Regions from separate parts of the Mus musculus genome. Here regions 1, 2, 4 and 5 are each linked to region 3. Evidence: chromatin contacts called from public Hi-C and HiChIP or PLAC-seq data. All regions are on one chromosome and are shown on one strand. Each heading gives the region's core, a stretch centred on a gene start, on an enhancer-like site or on the middle of the called end of the contact. The rest is flanking DNA. Distances are from core to core; before and after follow the strand shown. Region 1 holds the start of Klhdc8a (kelch domain containing 8A). Region 2 holds the start of Rab7b (RAB7B, member RAS oncogene family). Region 3 holds the start of Elk4 (ELK4, member of ETS oncogene family). Region 4 has its middle 14 kb from the start of Gm29630. Region 5 holds the start of F730311O21Rik (a long non-coding RNA gene).

Region 1 (2,700 bases), core at 123-2,622, 290 kb after region 3:
TCACAAACCTTACAACCACGGAACATTACAAAGAAATAAAGGGGAAAAAATCTGATGAAGAGTCATACACTTTTAATCCCAGCATTTAGGAGGCAAAGGCAGGTGGATTTCTGTGAGAGACCCTTCCTCAATAAATGGGAAGCTGGGGGGTGGGGTGGGGAGGAGAATTGGAGGCTATAGCAGGGAGATTGTGAGTTCCAGGCATACTGAGGAAAACAAAGAGGGGGTGAAGGGAGGGAGAGAGAGAGAGAGAGAGAGAGAGAGAGCTATTGATTCTTTCAACAATGATACTCCAGGAGTGAGCTCCATTCCCAGCCCCTTGTACAACGTGGCTGAAATGACAAGGCTTCAGACATGGGCTGTCAGGGGCTGGGGATCATAGAGTCCTCCTACCAGATATCAAAAGGTGACGTGGGAGCCCTGTAATGAAAATATACTCTGTTTATGGCATTGTCCTATAGCTTGGTGGGATTTTAATACTGGGAAAAACCGGATAAAGAATACTCCTTTCTTACAACCACATGTGACTCTATAGTTTATCACAAATAAAAGTTTAGTGCCTAGCGTGTGCACATCTCTGAGATCCATCCCCAACAGTGAGAGGAAATGCATACCAACATATAAGCACGTGAGTATGTGTATGTGTGTGTGTGTGTGCGCGCACACACACACACACACACACACACACTCACTCACAGACTCAGAGTAGAAACTGAAGCTAAGTTTTCCAGAGCAAACATTTGAACAGCAGTCTGTCAGGTTCCCGAGCTTGAGCCTTTCTGAATGGAAGGAAGCCAGAGAGGAGGACCCCGTGGGCTTGGGGAGACACTGCTAGGTGGTCCGGTATATCATGGGTACTTGAATTACTGGGTACTACAGTTCTGAAGGGTCTGTTGCTGGGTGGTTTGAGAGACCATCCACCCAGTCCTGCAGTTGCTGCTAAGGGCCGGGATTTGTTAATCAGGTTTGCACACTACAGATGCACAAGGGTTTGGAAGGTGAGGTCCTCCCAGCTTGTCTATTGGTGTGTTCAGCTGTGGTTTCCCTGTCTGTGACTTTATTTGAGGCTTTGTGGACGTCTCCACTTAGGAGGGAAAGAAGATTCTGTGTGAATTACATGCACACGAGTGAGAATTGTTAGATCGGCAGATCCCTGCCACATCTGTGCCTCCTAACTGGCTTCTGAGGTTAGACCATGTGAGCATACCTCCCCCCAAACAAAGCCAGCCTGTCACGAACTGGGTCTGTGTACTGTAGACAAACCGGGTAATTGGCCTCTCCGCCTCCTCACCCAAAACAAACACTCGCAAACGCCCGCCCCCACGCTGGCAGGATCTGCCTGTCATCTGGGCACCCGGCTCCTGCTCCGGCTGTCTCCGACCCTGTAGACACTGCAGGCCCTGCCCTCGCTCGCCCTGGTCGCCCGGGGCTGACGCACAGGCCACAGCCTCCGCCTCGGGGCGCGTGGGCTCCTGCCCAGGTGTGGAAGCTGCGGGGAGGCGGTGCGGGGAACCCGCGTCCTCCGGCCGGAGCTCGGCTTCTGGCGACCGCTCTCCTGCGCGGGTGACGGCGGCGTGCGGGCTGGGAAGGGCAGGGAGCGCTGTCCTCCGCTCCGCGGCTGCCAGGCGGACCGTGAAAGCTTCGCGCGGCTGTAGGCGCCGCCCGGGAGCTAGTGCTGGGCGAGCGCGGCGCCCACGCGCGGTGGGGTGGGCTCCGAGCTCCGGGGGACCGGGCGGGGGCGGGGCGCATCCTGCAAAGTTGACCAAGGGTGAGCTACCGCCGGCGCCCTGCTGCCCTAGATTCGCCAGGTTCTTTCCGCGGAGCCAGGCGTGGACGTCGCTGCCCCGCTGACACCCAAGGGACCCGGAGAAGCCAGCGGGCGTCGGCAGGGAGCCCGTGCAGCGCGAGATGGAGGCTGAGAGAGGGGACGCGCCGACCGGCGCCGTGTAGCCCGCGGGCCCCGGGGCTGGACCTTGCCCGGACGCTGTGGGGGCGCTCGAGCAGGGCCCTCCCCCGGGCTGCCATGGAAGTGCCCAATGTCAAGGACTTTCAGTGGAAGCGCCTTGCTCCACTGCCTAGCCGCCGGGTCTATTGCTCACTGCTGGAGACTGGGGGGCAGGTCTATGCCATCGGGGGATGTGATGACAATGGCGTCCCTATGGACTGCTTCGAGGTCTACTCCCCCGAGGCCGACCAGTGGACCTCCCTGCCCTCCCTGCCCACAGCCCGGGCCGGGGTAGCGATCACTGCCCTAGGAAAGCGGATTATGGTGATCGGGGGTGTGGGCACCAATCAACTGCCTGTGAAGGTCGTGGAAATGTACAACATCGATGAGGGCAAGTGGAAGAAGAGAAGCGTCTTGCGCGAGGCTGCCATGGGCATTTCTGTCACAGCCAAAGGCAAGTGGGGCCAGGGTTGAGGGTGGGCATTAGGGAAGAAAGTAAAGGGTCACGGGGGACACGGGTGTAAGGCAACATGATTTGGGTGGCCAATACACATTCCCTATAACATTCGAGCCTTACATTAAGCACTAAAACTAGAGACCCACTGCCCTTACTTTACAGATTGGAAAGGGACACTGAGCAGGTGAAATGTCTAGGAATTCCATCTGATGCCAGGAGTCAGCTCCAGCAAGCTGGGCAGGCCACTGCAGAGGGAGAGCCAAGGTGTGAGCCACGGGGTTATCTGCAATGACTCTGC
Region 2 (2,700 bases), core at 146-2,645, 320 kb before region 3:
TGCTAGTTGATAGAAGCAAATAAACTTCAATTTCTCTTCTACTCTTTGGTAGGGCCAATGCCAGCAGCACAATTGGCCAAGTGTGGGTTCCAAGGCTACCCATCTGCTTTCCAAATGCAGGGTTCTATGGCTGGTTTAGACACATGGTGGCTGGAAAGCCCCATCAGAGAGAGAGAGAGAGAGAGAGAGAGAGAGAGAGAGAGAGAGAGAGCACTATGGAACCGGGAAGAACTTTCTGACAGGACAGTAATCAAAGGAATATGTCTACAAAGAGACAAAGTCCTAACTTGTGAGGAATGTGAAGCGCATTAGATACACCTTAAGGGGACCCCCCTGAGATCTGGGGAGTCGTGTCTAAACTCACTCCATCTGCCTTTCATCTGCCAATTATACGCAAGGCACAGTCCACAACAGTGAAATGAGATGCCCACATTAACTGTATGCTAACAGCATCTTAAATTACCATCTTCTTCTAGGTGTTTCAGGTTGGGCAACAACCTAACCAGAGAGGCCCAGTGTGGGATTGTGGGGTGCCAGGACACACCTCACCTCTTACAAGTCTGATGTGGTGTGGTGTGCATATGTGGTGAGGTATGGTGTGTGGTATACATGTGTGCTGTGCATATGTGGTGCGGTATGGTGTGTGGTGTGGTGTGCATGTGTGGTGTATGTATGTGGTAGTGTAGTATGGTATGTGTATGTTGTGTGGTGTGCGTGTGTGATGGGTATATTCTATATGAATGGAGTAGGGGTGTGGGTGGTATAGAATGGATGTGATGAGGGAATGGATCTTGTTTCATGTGTGTGTGAGGAGTGTGGCACAAGGGATGCAAGGGTGTGCATATGAAGTATAAGTGTGTTATGCATGTATAGTGTGGCAGGGTGTTGGATAGTGTATATTTTCTGTGTGTATGCATGTGCATGTGTTATATACTGTGCGTGTGTGTGTGTGTGTGTGTGTGTGTGAGAGAGAGAGAGAGAGAGAGAGAGAGAGAGAGAGAGAGAGAGAGAGAGAGAGATGTGTGGGGTGAGGACAAGGCCTAAAAGCAGACCATCTTCCAACCTCACTGGGTCACTGGTGGCTGGACCCAATCTGCTCCACAACTGTTTGGGAAACAAACAAAGGGCTCCTTTCCTGAGACTCCCATGGACAGAGGCAGATGTCCCTACAAGCTCATAAATTGGACGTGTCACCTCTCAAGCCCTGTGTCCAAAAGTTCCCCAACTCAAACCTGCCGTCCCTCATCCCCTGGGATCAGAATCCTGATGAACTGAATATGCCTGGTGCCCTGAATGCACACAGCTCTGAAGCCTCGCTGGCTTTCCCTGTGCACTCCGCCTCCTCCACCCACACAGCTGAGGTCACGCTGGCCCAGCCTCTTTTGCAACTTTCCCAAGTCTGTGCACAGAAAGAGAGGAGGAAAACTCAGAGGGAAGTGGCCTCTCACCAAAACCGTTTGCGTTCTCAATACTGGCCAGATTGAAACTGCCACTCCTAGAAGAGAGACCCAGACCTAGAACTCCCACCTGTGTGAGGTGAGTGTCGTACAGCCATGCCTGGAAGGGGCCTGGCAGCCCATCTGTCCTTGCATGTGCCCATCTGCGCCGGAACTGTTCGTCTGCTGGTGAAGAGGAAAAGAAACCAGGTACAGAAATGAGGCTAAGAATCTGGCAGGTGCGGAATTTTAATCCAACCCGAAGACCCCTGCACTGCAGAAAGTTCCTGAGTGAGGTGGAGAAAGGACTTCCCTGCCAATCACAGGGAGCGGGGCCCAGCCTGGGAACCTGCAAAGGCAGCAATACCAGACAGGACAGGCAGCTCAAAGGAGGCTCTCATTATGCCTCTAGACCCGCAGGGCCTGGAAGAAACCAAAACCTTCTAAAAGGGTTGGGTCCTACGGAATCTGGCAGCTCCTTGGCCCACAGACAGGGGGCCATCTAGGATGAAGATTTGGAAGCTATCAGAGAAAGATGAGCTCTCAAAATAGGAAAATATTCCTCTTGTTCTAATCCATAAGAATTTCTCCAGGTGAAGAGCTACCATGTAGGAGCTAATGAACAGAAGTGGGCAGGTCCAGGTTCTACTCTAAGCTGGCTACTAACCTAGTTTGTTGTTGTTTGGTGTGTGTGTGTGTGTGTGTGTGTGTGTGTGTGTGTGTGTGTGTGGTGTTACGTTTTATGTGAATGATAGGCATGCATACTTACCACAGCACATTTGTGGAGGTCAGAGGACAGCTCTGTTGAGTTGATTTTCTCCTTCTACCCTTACATGGGTTCTAGCGAGTACTTTTACCTGCTGATCCATCTTACCAGCCCACCAACTAGTACTGACTATAGAATCCATTGGGCTATAATAGCATTTTGTAAATTGTAAGTGTTCTATAAACTGCTTCTTTATTGATAAAAAAGAATTGCTTTGGGCTTATAGGTCAGTCCCCCACTACAAAGGTCTTATGGAGATAGTAGTTTGTGAGTATCCTTAGACATATACTGTGCTTCTGCTTAGCGGGTGTGCACTATGTGAGTGTGTGGATAGACAGACACCTGGATGGATGAATGAATGGATACATGCATTAGAAAGGACACGTGGATGGATTGTCACTCTTCAGGGAAGTTTCTGTATCCACAGCATCAGTGACCATGCTTTGGGGACAGGCGGGGTAGAGTGAGATAAGAGGTACTGTCTAGGGTACCGGTAGT
Region 3 (2,700 bases), core at 49-2,548:
ACCACGATCTAGTGGACTAGTGGACTGTCTCACATCCAGGCATATATGGGCAATACTAACTGGACTCACTGGGTTAAGAAACAATGAAAAAGAGGGCACATAGGGGGATCTGGGAGGAGTCAGAAAGGTGAGGGAGGGGGACTATGTTTAAAATATATTGTATGCATGTATGAAATTATCAAAGAAAAAATTATATATATAGATATCTGTATCTATATATCTATATAGATATCTATAGCTATATATATATGAAACTGAGCTTGGTGTTAAAAGCCTGTAAATTCATCACTTGGGAGGTGGAGGAAACAGGATCAGGAGTTCAAAGTCAACCTCAGCTCGGACTTCATGAGACCTTGCTTCCAAACACAAATCACATTTGTAAGAACCAGCTTACGCTTAACATCCTCATAATGTTGATACTGAGACAGGGTTGCTGAGAGTCCAACCCCAAATTGAGTGGCACAGTCAATCCCATGAGAGCTTTAAGTACAGAAACTGTCTCAAAAAGCCTAAGTAAACAAACAACACACTCATTCGTTTAGTGGGGCAGGGAGACAAAATGGAACGCTCAATTGCCTCAGCTGCGAACACTTGTGAACCTTGGAATTGGGTGTTGATTTCTGCATCCCTTCTTTGGATGTTGCAAGTTTTGAAAATTAGGTTTTCACAGTGACTTTACAGGCAATGAATTGGGTGTTTCGGATTCTTAAGTAAAGTCACTTAGACTGGACGTGGTGGTGCACATCTGTAAATATCTGTAATCCCACCACTTGGGGCCAGGAGTTGAAGCAGAAGGATCTCCTATGAGTTCAGAACAGCTAGAGCTACGTGTTAAAATACTGTTTCTAAACCAAAAAAAAAAAAAAAAAGAAAGAAAAAGAAAAAAGAAAAGAAAGAAAGAAAGTTAAAGCTCTGGACCAAGCTAAGTTGGTAAGGGGGAAAGCTTTTCCCATTCTAGAGAGACCATTCGTCAATGATTCTGATCAAGTGGTGGTGGTAGCTCGCAATGTAAACCAGTGGGCGTCGTCCTCACACGTCAGCTCCGCCGCCACAGCCCTGGGCCCAGATTGCTACCCCGAGAGCCCTAAGCAGGACTTTGGGCCTGCGAGGAAGTACGAATGTCCGGCAGAGCAGGAGTCCCCGGAGCGAGTGCACGGGACGGACTAACAGGGTACGTACGGGAGCCCCGGGCCAGAAACAAAACACTGGCTTTGGGGCCCGGCCCCTCCCCCGGAAGTGACGCTCGCGCTGCTTCGGCGTCGAGGAAGGGCCCCGGCAGTGCCGGGGGGGGGGGGTTTGAGAGTGGCGGAGGCCGCGGAACGACGGGAGACGGCGGCCGTAGTGAAGAACGTCGAGCGCACGCACGGCGAGTGGCAGCTTAACTATAGCCACTTCGCCGTCCCGGCCGCGTGTGCGAGGGCGGGGCTCGAGACCTGCGGCAGCGGGAGATGCGGGCGGCTGCGGGCACGCGGCTGGCTCGGCTCGGCCGCCGCTTTCTCGGGCCCCGGCGCGGGGGTCGCCACTGTTCGCCGCGCGGTCTTTGAGGTCCGAGTGTGAGGAGCGGTGGGCGACAGAGTCTCGCACCGCGTTCAAGGCCGAGGAGTCCCGTGCCCTGCCTGGTGAGCAGCACGCCCACGCCCCGTCGGGGTCTCGCACCACCGCCCCTCAGCCAGGTTTCCGCGCGGGCCGGGCGGAGGTTGCGGGCGCGGCAGGAAGTGCACCGGGCGGAGGGAGGGGCGGAGCTTGGTGGCGGGAGGGTGGGACCTGGTGGGTGGGCGGGGCCCGCTGGCGCGCTCTCCTTGGGGGAGCAGCTCGGTGGAGCTCAGGTGCTCGCCGGAGCGCCCCCTCCGCCTTGCCCGCACCTCGGTGGGTCGTGAGAAGTCCCTTGGGCGGAAGGTGGCAGCGGTTTTTTGTTGCCTGGGTGGGGCAGAGGGGAACGGTTTTAACTTGCCGGAGTGGCAGGAAGTTGGAAAGTGAAAGTGCTTTCTTGGCTCGCCCACGGGCCGGAGGTCTGCGTCTCCCCGCACTTTGATCTCGGGGCGCGCGGCCTCACGCCGCATTCTTCCCTTCCCCAAGCTCGCTGTCCATCCGGCCACAGGTTTTTCTTTCTCTACTTTTCATCAGTCCTCCTCGCTTCCTGTACAGCTGTGGCAAGCTTTTCCTCGGAAAAGCATTGGAAACATCTTTGAGGGGAGGAGTTTTAACGGGCATCGGCAAGGAAATAAGGGGGAATTTGTTGGGTGAACTCAGAAGACACGGTTGGCATTTTCTCGAGCCCTTGCAATGTGAAGGTTAGGTCATTTAAGTAAGAGTCTTTCAGTAGAATGGCTGCCGTTCTAAGGTCAGAGCTCTTCTCTCTTCCCCCCCATGCACAGAACGTGGGGCTTCTGTATTTCCGGCTAGGAGTGGTGTTTTTAAAAGAGTATGATTCAACTTTTCCTTGTAGGAACTCTTTGTTCTTTGATCTTTGGTTTTATTTTAAAATGGAAACTGCTTACGTGGAGTTTGTTACATTTTTGGGGGGGAAATATTGTCTTAACTTTTGGGACACCATTATATATTTGAGGCAGGGGATGTACTCTTCAGTCACCAGCACAAAAAGGTAAAAAAAAAGTATACATTTAATATCCTCTTGTGGCTCTCACCGTTGCTTTCAGCCTCCTCTCCTTCCTTCTTGTGCTATGTATCAAAACTGGGGTC
Region 4 (2,700 bases), core at 61-2,560, 260 kb after region 3:
AAGGGGTGGGCTTGTAACCTGGGGTGCAGGTTTGTTGGGGGGATAACCAAGAGACACTGGTCTTGTTGGGGATTAGCCTAGAGACTGGAGCTAGGCTCAGGTTTTGTTGGGGGGGGGGGGCGGCAACTTGGAAACTAGTGCTGGATACCAGCCTGTTAGTCTACCTGAGTTCAAACTTAGGTCAGGTTCTCTAAAATGGAGTCTGAATTTAAAAGCTTTGGCATCTCAATAGCAAGTTGCAAGGCAGTCATGGCTCCAGAGTGAGACCCTTATTTGAATAATAATAATAAAAAGCCAAATGAGAAGAATTGGTGAAGGGATTCGAATCACATGAGACAGACCCAGGACAAAAGGCCTCAGTCAGAGTGGGGTCTAGCTGATTATTATCAGAGTTAGTCAAGTGGGCCTTGGTGAAAGAAGGCAGTGGTAGATTCCATTCCAGTCACAGATGTTTCTCAGCCCTGTTGTTCCTGGAGGTGACTGCAGAACAGAAATACCCAGAGCGAAGAAGACAGCTGCAAAATGGCGACAGGGATACCGTTCCTTTCCAATAATAGGTCAACAGCAGGCCCAAGGGAGGAGTTGGCAAAGAACGGCCTGCAAATCCCTGCTTCTGAGCCAGATTGGTCAGAGCACAGGATGTATGGTATCTCCAGACCTCAGGAGAGGTCATATTTGGACGGAGCCCTCACCTGAGGGGTCTTTCCCTCTCTTCAGGAGGCAGTGTCAGAACTGAACTAGGGGACAATCAGCTGGTGTCTGCTGGGGAGTGTGGCATCAGAATTGCTCAGTATGTGAGGAGGAAACTCATTTATCAGGTGTCAGAAGAGGCACGGTTTGTGACAGTAGAAAAAGACACCTTGGGTTTTCCCATCTTCAATAGACGCTGAGAGGACTCGGGCTAGAGGGAGGTGGGGGATAAGTTTCTCAGGAGCGGAGTATGGTGAGACTGCTTCCCAAGGAGAGAACCTGTCTGTGCAGGACACCCAGAGATACAAATTCAACAACTAATTTGCAATCCTGTGCTCTTGTGATAAAGTGGCAAACAATACCAACAGCAGACACAGCTCCTGCTCTTTTTTTCCCCCCTTGGTTTTTGTTTTTTTTGAGACAGGGTTTCTCTGTATAGCTCTGGCTGTCCTGGAACTCACTTTGTAGACCAGGCTGGCCTCAAACTCAGAAATCCGCCTGCCTTTGCCTCCCAAGTGCTGGGATTAAAGGCATGCGCCACCACCCCCGGCTCACAGCTCCTGCTCTTAAGGAACACAGCCCGGTGCTGGGATGGAGAGGTCAAGAGTCAGTTACAGATGCTGAGTCATGTCCTTTGAAGATGGCACAGGCTGTCTGGAGATAGTTACCACAGACACTGGGTGTGGGAACTTCTTGAAAATGACGTCATGGTTAAGGCAAAGGATGAGTAAGAGTCGGTTCAAAGAATGGGGAGACCATGGGTGAGGTTATAAGAGAACTCAGCCTGGTGCAGCATTGCTATAGCCCTACCAGTGACACAATGGCGACTGAAGGATCAGAGGGTAGAGTGACAGAGTCCTAAGCAATATGGCTATCAGGAAAGATTCTGCTCTAGGAGTCTTAAAGGTCATTGTGGTCTACATCAGGGTAAATTGGAACTTGCCAAGGCATTAAAAAAAAACTTTCTAGAATCAACTGTACCAGGTAACACTCAGCAAGGCTCTGAGAACCCAAGAGCAGAGGCAGGAGGATTGCAGTGAACCCAAGGACATCCGGGGTTATGGTGCCTGTCTCTCTCGGGTTGTCTTCCTGTTAGTTTCTACTGCCACCCATGTAGCTTGAGAAAGGAGGCTTCTAAAAAGGGGCAATCCCAGGAGCTGTAGCTGAAAGTCTGAGGGATTTGGGGAGCACGAGTCAGTTCTTAGAGTGTGGGGCTCTGACAGTTGCCAGGATCCAGGAGCTGCCCATTCAGCGTGTGTGAGAGGCAGCACTGTATGCAGAGAGGCCTCAAGGGATCCTACCCAGTGGCTGTGACGACTGCTGAACAGGCGGTAGTCAGATCCGGGGGATCCCAGAGCCAGCAGCAGCATTGTGGCAACTGAGTAGTATGTACAGGGAGGTGGACAGTGCATCCCTGTAACTCCTCAGCAGAGGGAACGCTAAGAATGGCTCTGTCTTGGATATTTACAAGGTGCCCATGTCTTTTACAGCCCTCCTTTTCAGGCTCTGTGTGATGGTTTGCATATGCTTGGCCCAGGGAGCAGCACTATTAGGAGGTGTGGCCTTGTGGAGTAGGTGTGGCCTTGTTGGAGTAGGTGTTGAAAGGAAATAAAACTCGAGACCTGTGATTTATGTAATGTATGTCAAATAGCCCAAAGAGTTGTTTGTGAGCTTTGAAACCTGGGGCTGAGAACATAGCAGAACAGACCAGGACATGCCCGGGCAAGCCCATCACCTCCCTATCTCCCACCCCTCTGACCTAAGTTAAATGTTACAGGCTCCTGATGTTTAAATGGACCAATCATGTGAAACCGCGCCAATTCCTCCCCCAGCCCCACTCCTTTTCTATAAAAACCCCTAGCTTCCAAGCCTCGTGGTCGAATCCACTGTCTCCCGTGTTAGATACATTTCCACCCGGAGCTCCGCCATTAAAATACCTCGTGTTGTTACATCAAGGTGTTGTGTTCTATTCGTGATTCTTGGGTGCAAGCCGAATCGGGAGCTGAGTGG
Region 5 (2,703 bases), core at 201-2,700, 330 kb after region 3:
GAGGAACAGGCAAGATCACAAGTTTGAGGCTACCTTGGCCTACAGAGTGAGAGCCTGTTTATAAAAAAAAGAATATATAAAAAAGAAAGAGAATATTCACATGATTATGCTGAGTATGGGACTGGAGAGATGCTGCAGCCATTAAGAGCGCTTGTTCTTACATCAGACACAGGTTCAGTTCCCAGCACCTACGTGGTGGCTCACAACTGTCTCTAACTCCAGTTCCAGGCAATCTGACACCCTTTCCTGGCCTCCAAGGGCACCAGGCACTCACATGGTGCATACACTCTCTCTCTCTCTCTCTCTCTCTCTCTCTCTCTCTCTCTCACACACACACACACACATACACACACACACACACACACACACACTCACACACACACACACACACACACACACACACACACGCATTCACGCACGAGAGAGAGAGAGAGAGAGAGAGAGAGAGAGAGAGAGAGAGAGAGAGAACATGCATGGATATTCATGTGGGTAGGTGGATGTCCATGCCCATGTTTAAGTATGTGGAGACCTGAAGATTGGAGTTTTGACTATTGCTCTCTTCCCTATTCCCTTAAGACAGGGTTCTCACTGAACCTGAAGTTAGGCCGGCAGCCAGCAAGCCCCAATGATTCTCCATCTGCCTCCCACAGTCCGGGTGTTATAGGGTCACAAAGGCACACCCAGCTCTTTACGTGAGTGCTTGGCATTTGAACGCAAACCCTCATGCTTGGAAAGCAAGCAGTCTTGCTGTCTGAGCTGTTTCCCCAGGACCCTAAGTCTATGCTAAGTATGTGCGCTTCCACCAAGCTACACTACCAAGCTACACCTTTAAGTCCAAATGACTTTTGTTCTGATATAGAAGGGGAGATGTTTAACTAGAATTTTTACCCAGTGTCTCCCTCAAACTCAAAACTGAGTAAGTGTCCTGTATTTTCGTTTTCCCAATCTGGAAATCCTAACATCAGGAAGATTGAGGTTAGACAATAGGAAGATCTTGGGCTATTGCCTTGGGCTACTGACCCACAGGATGAGAGAATCTCCCATTCTGGACAGCTTTAAAAAGGTGAGTGTGGCAAACTGGAAGATGGTAGCACACACCTTTGATGCCAGCACTCAGGAGGCAGAGCCAGGTGGATCTCTGTGAGTTTGAGGCCAGCCTGGTCTACAGAGCAAGTTCCAGGACAGGCAGGGCTACACAGAGAAACCCTGTCTTGAAGCACAAAACAAAACAACAAACCAAACCAAACGAAGACAAAACTGAGTGTTCCCAGGACCTAGTGGGAAGCCTTTAGACATTTAGGGCTATCTTTACAGCCAAGAGACTCATCTTCTGTAGCTGAGCTCAGGAGGATTCACATAAAACACAGGAAGTGGTGGAAAGTGAACGAGATTATCAGTGGAGTTCCTGCCAAAATGAGGAAGTGACACTGGGTGGAGGCAGGGGACGCCTGAAGTCCCCAGAGAGGATGTCAGAGCAGGAGGTGCTGAGATCATCTGGCTACCCCACCCCCCTCACTTTGGGCCAAGGGGGGTGGCTGAGGGTGTGGAGCTGTGGGGTGAATCTGGAGGGTTGGGTGAGCCTCAGCAAGTAAGTATAGCCGGGGCAGCAGGAGTTCAGGCCTTGGGAGAAAAATCTTAAGATATGTATTTGGGGGTAGAAATGACCCCCCAAAGGGAAAGAAAGGTGGCCTCAGGATACTCAGCAGAGCAGGGGCTGATGTGAGTCTCTAGGGTCACCATAGGGAGCTCTGGGGCTCTCAGTCTGGTAAGAGAGACAGGTGTGCCCTAGAAATCAGGTCGTCAAGCATGCTTTGTTTTCTTCCTCCTTTAGTGCATACTGGGTGTGGTGCTGAACCCCGGGAGTCCTGAACTAAACAGAATATACACTGCCCTTCAAAGCCTGGAGGTCCAGGGGAGGAGAGGTAAGTAAGTCCTTGTGAAATTGTAACTTTTATAAGGTGAAGGACTTCTTGTTTCTCTTTTTCTTTCTTTTTGGTAGATAGGCTTATAGCTTGTGCTGGCTTTGACCTTGACCTTATTCTGTAACTGAGAATGACCTTGAATTCTCGATCCTCCCCAGCTCCCCCTCACAGGCGGGCATTCCCCCATCATGCCAGGTTTCTATAGAGCTAAGGACCAAATCTAGACCTTTGTTTTGGGTCACTGACTCCCTTCCTTGGTGAGAGTTCAGATGTCATTCCTGTAGTGCCCCTCCACGAAACTCCATCTTTAGACCCTACTGGGTGCTGTCTGCTACCCTACTGGGTGCAGATCTTTGGATAGGTAAACACTCTAACAACTGGATAACAGCCACAGCCTGGGCTGGACTTGAATTTGCCACCATCCCCACACCTCTGCCACCAGAGTGCTGTACCAACAGCCTAGGCCAGCCTGCACAGGAGTCAAAGGTCACCACCTGACCCCAATGTACCTCTCCAGCTGCTGCCTCTGTCCCCCACACTGCTTGCTTGCTCTGTGGAGTAAAGTAAAATTAACTGGCTAAACTGGGTGTGGTGGAGCTCACCTTCAATCCCAGTCCTTGGGAGGCAGAGGCAAGCAGATCTCTATGAATCCAAGACCAACCTGGTCTACAGATTGAGTTCCAGGACAACCAAGGCTATACAGAGAAACTGTGTCTCAAAAATAAATAAATAAATAAATAAATAAATAAATAAATAAATAAATAAATAAATAAAACAAATT

The links. Hi-C and Micro-C count contacts between places; a contact is called where the count stands out from the background. HiChIP or PLAC-seq counts read pairs in DNA pulled down with a chosen protein or histone mark.
Region 1: a contact with region 3 is called in an H3K27ac HiChIP or PLAC-seq map of epiblast stem cells, with 2.9 times the contacts expected there. The contact joins the promoter of Klhdc8a here to the promoter of Elk4 in region 3. A contact is called at or near these places in 6 of 39 promoter capture datasets (the 3T3-L1 cell line, embryonic stem cells, hippocampal neurons and 2 more), 1 of 15 datasets of contacts at CTCF or cohesin (the NIH/3T3 cell line), 13 of 484 Hi-C or Micro-C datasets (the G1E-ER4 cell line, Sertoli cells, cumulus cells and 5 more), 11 of 115 datasets of contacts at active chromatin or transcription factors (the NIH/3T3 cell line, bone marrow-derived macrophages, embryonic stem cells and 5 more) and 4 of 9 other capture datasets (adipose tissue, embryonic stem cells, liver and 1 more).
Region 2: a contact with region 3 is called in a Hi-C map of muscle stem cells, with 2.5 times the contacts expected there. The contact joins the promoter of Rab7b here to the promoter of Elk4 in region 3. A contact is called at or near these places in 1 of 39 promoter capture datasets (the 3T3-L1 cell line) and 1 of 484 Hi-C or Micro-C datasets (muscle stem cells).
Region 4: a contact with region 3 is called in an H3K27ac HiChIP or PLAC-seq map of embryonic stem cells, with 15 read pairs. The contact joins the enhancer-like site here to the promoter of Elk4 in region 3. A contact is called at or near these places in 1 of 15 datasets of contacts at CTCF or cohesin (the NIH/3T3 cell line), 4 of 484 Hi-C or Micro-C datasets (the G1E-ER4 cell line and embryonic stem cells), 9 of 115 datasets of contacts at active chromatin or transcription factors (embryonic stem cells, epiblast stem cells and trophoblast stem cells) and 3 of 9 other capture datasets (adipose tissue, embryonic stem cells and pancreatic islet).
Region 5: a contact with region 3 is called in a Hi-C map of pro-B cells, with 3 times the contacts expected there. The contact joins the promoter of F730311O21Rik here to the promoter of Elk4 in region 3. A contact is called at or near these places in 14 of 39 promoter capture datasets (the 3T3-L1 cell line, 3T3-L1-derived adipocytes, the C10 cell line and 8 more), 2 of 15 datasets of contacts at CTCF or cohesin (the NIH/3T3 cell line and embryonic stem cells), 27 of 484 Hi-C or Micro-C datasets (B cells, the C10 cell line, the G1E-ER4 cell line and 13 more), 13 of 115 datasets of contacts at active chromatin or transcription factors (the 230-238 cell line, embryonic forebrain, embryonic stem cells and 7 more) and 2 of 9 other capture datasets (adipose tissue and embryonic stem cells).

The regions. Positions count from the first base shown.
Region 1 is chr1:132,297,254-132,299,953 of GRCm38.p6, forward strand. It overlaps Klhdc8a (kelch domain containing 8A), which reads left to right and starts at 1,373. Exons shown (of 5, transcript NM_144810.5): 1 at 1,373-2,399. The coding sequence starts at 2,024. It overlaps Gm51645 (a long non-coding RNA gene), which reads left to right. Exons shown (of 4, transcript XR_003947998.1): 4 at 1-128.
Region 2 is chr1:131,687,300-131,689,999 of GRCm38.p6, forward strand. It overlaps Rab7b (RAB7B, member RAS oncogene family), which reads left to right and starts at 1,396. Exons shown (of 6, transcript NM_145509.3): 1 at 1,396-1,536.
Region 3 is chr1:132,006,322-132,009,021 of GRCm38.p6, forward strand. It overlaps Elk4 (ELK4, member of ETS oncogene family), which reads left to right and starts at 1,299. Exons shown (of 5, transcript NM_007923.3): 1 at 1,299-1,619.
Region 4 is chr1:132,263,426-132,266,125 of GRCm38.p6, forward strand. No RefSeq gene overlaps it. Among named protein-coding and RNA genes, the nearest start is that of Gm29630, 14 kb to the right of the region's middle. Within about 2 kb of position 1,311, at least 76 of the 459 cell types and tissues checked have an H3K27ac peak or open chromatin away from gene starts, as enhancers often do. A contact at or near this core is called in the G1E-ER4 cell line, the NIH/3T3 cell line, embryonic stem cells and 2 more, where this site is marked.
Region 5 is chr1:132,340,480-132,343,182 of GRCm38.p6, forward strand. It overlaps F730311O21Rik (a long non-coding RNA gene), which reads left to right and starts at 1,451. Exons shown (of 4, transcript XR_878527.2): 1 at 1,451-1,588; 2 at 1,832-1,922.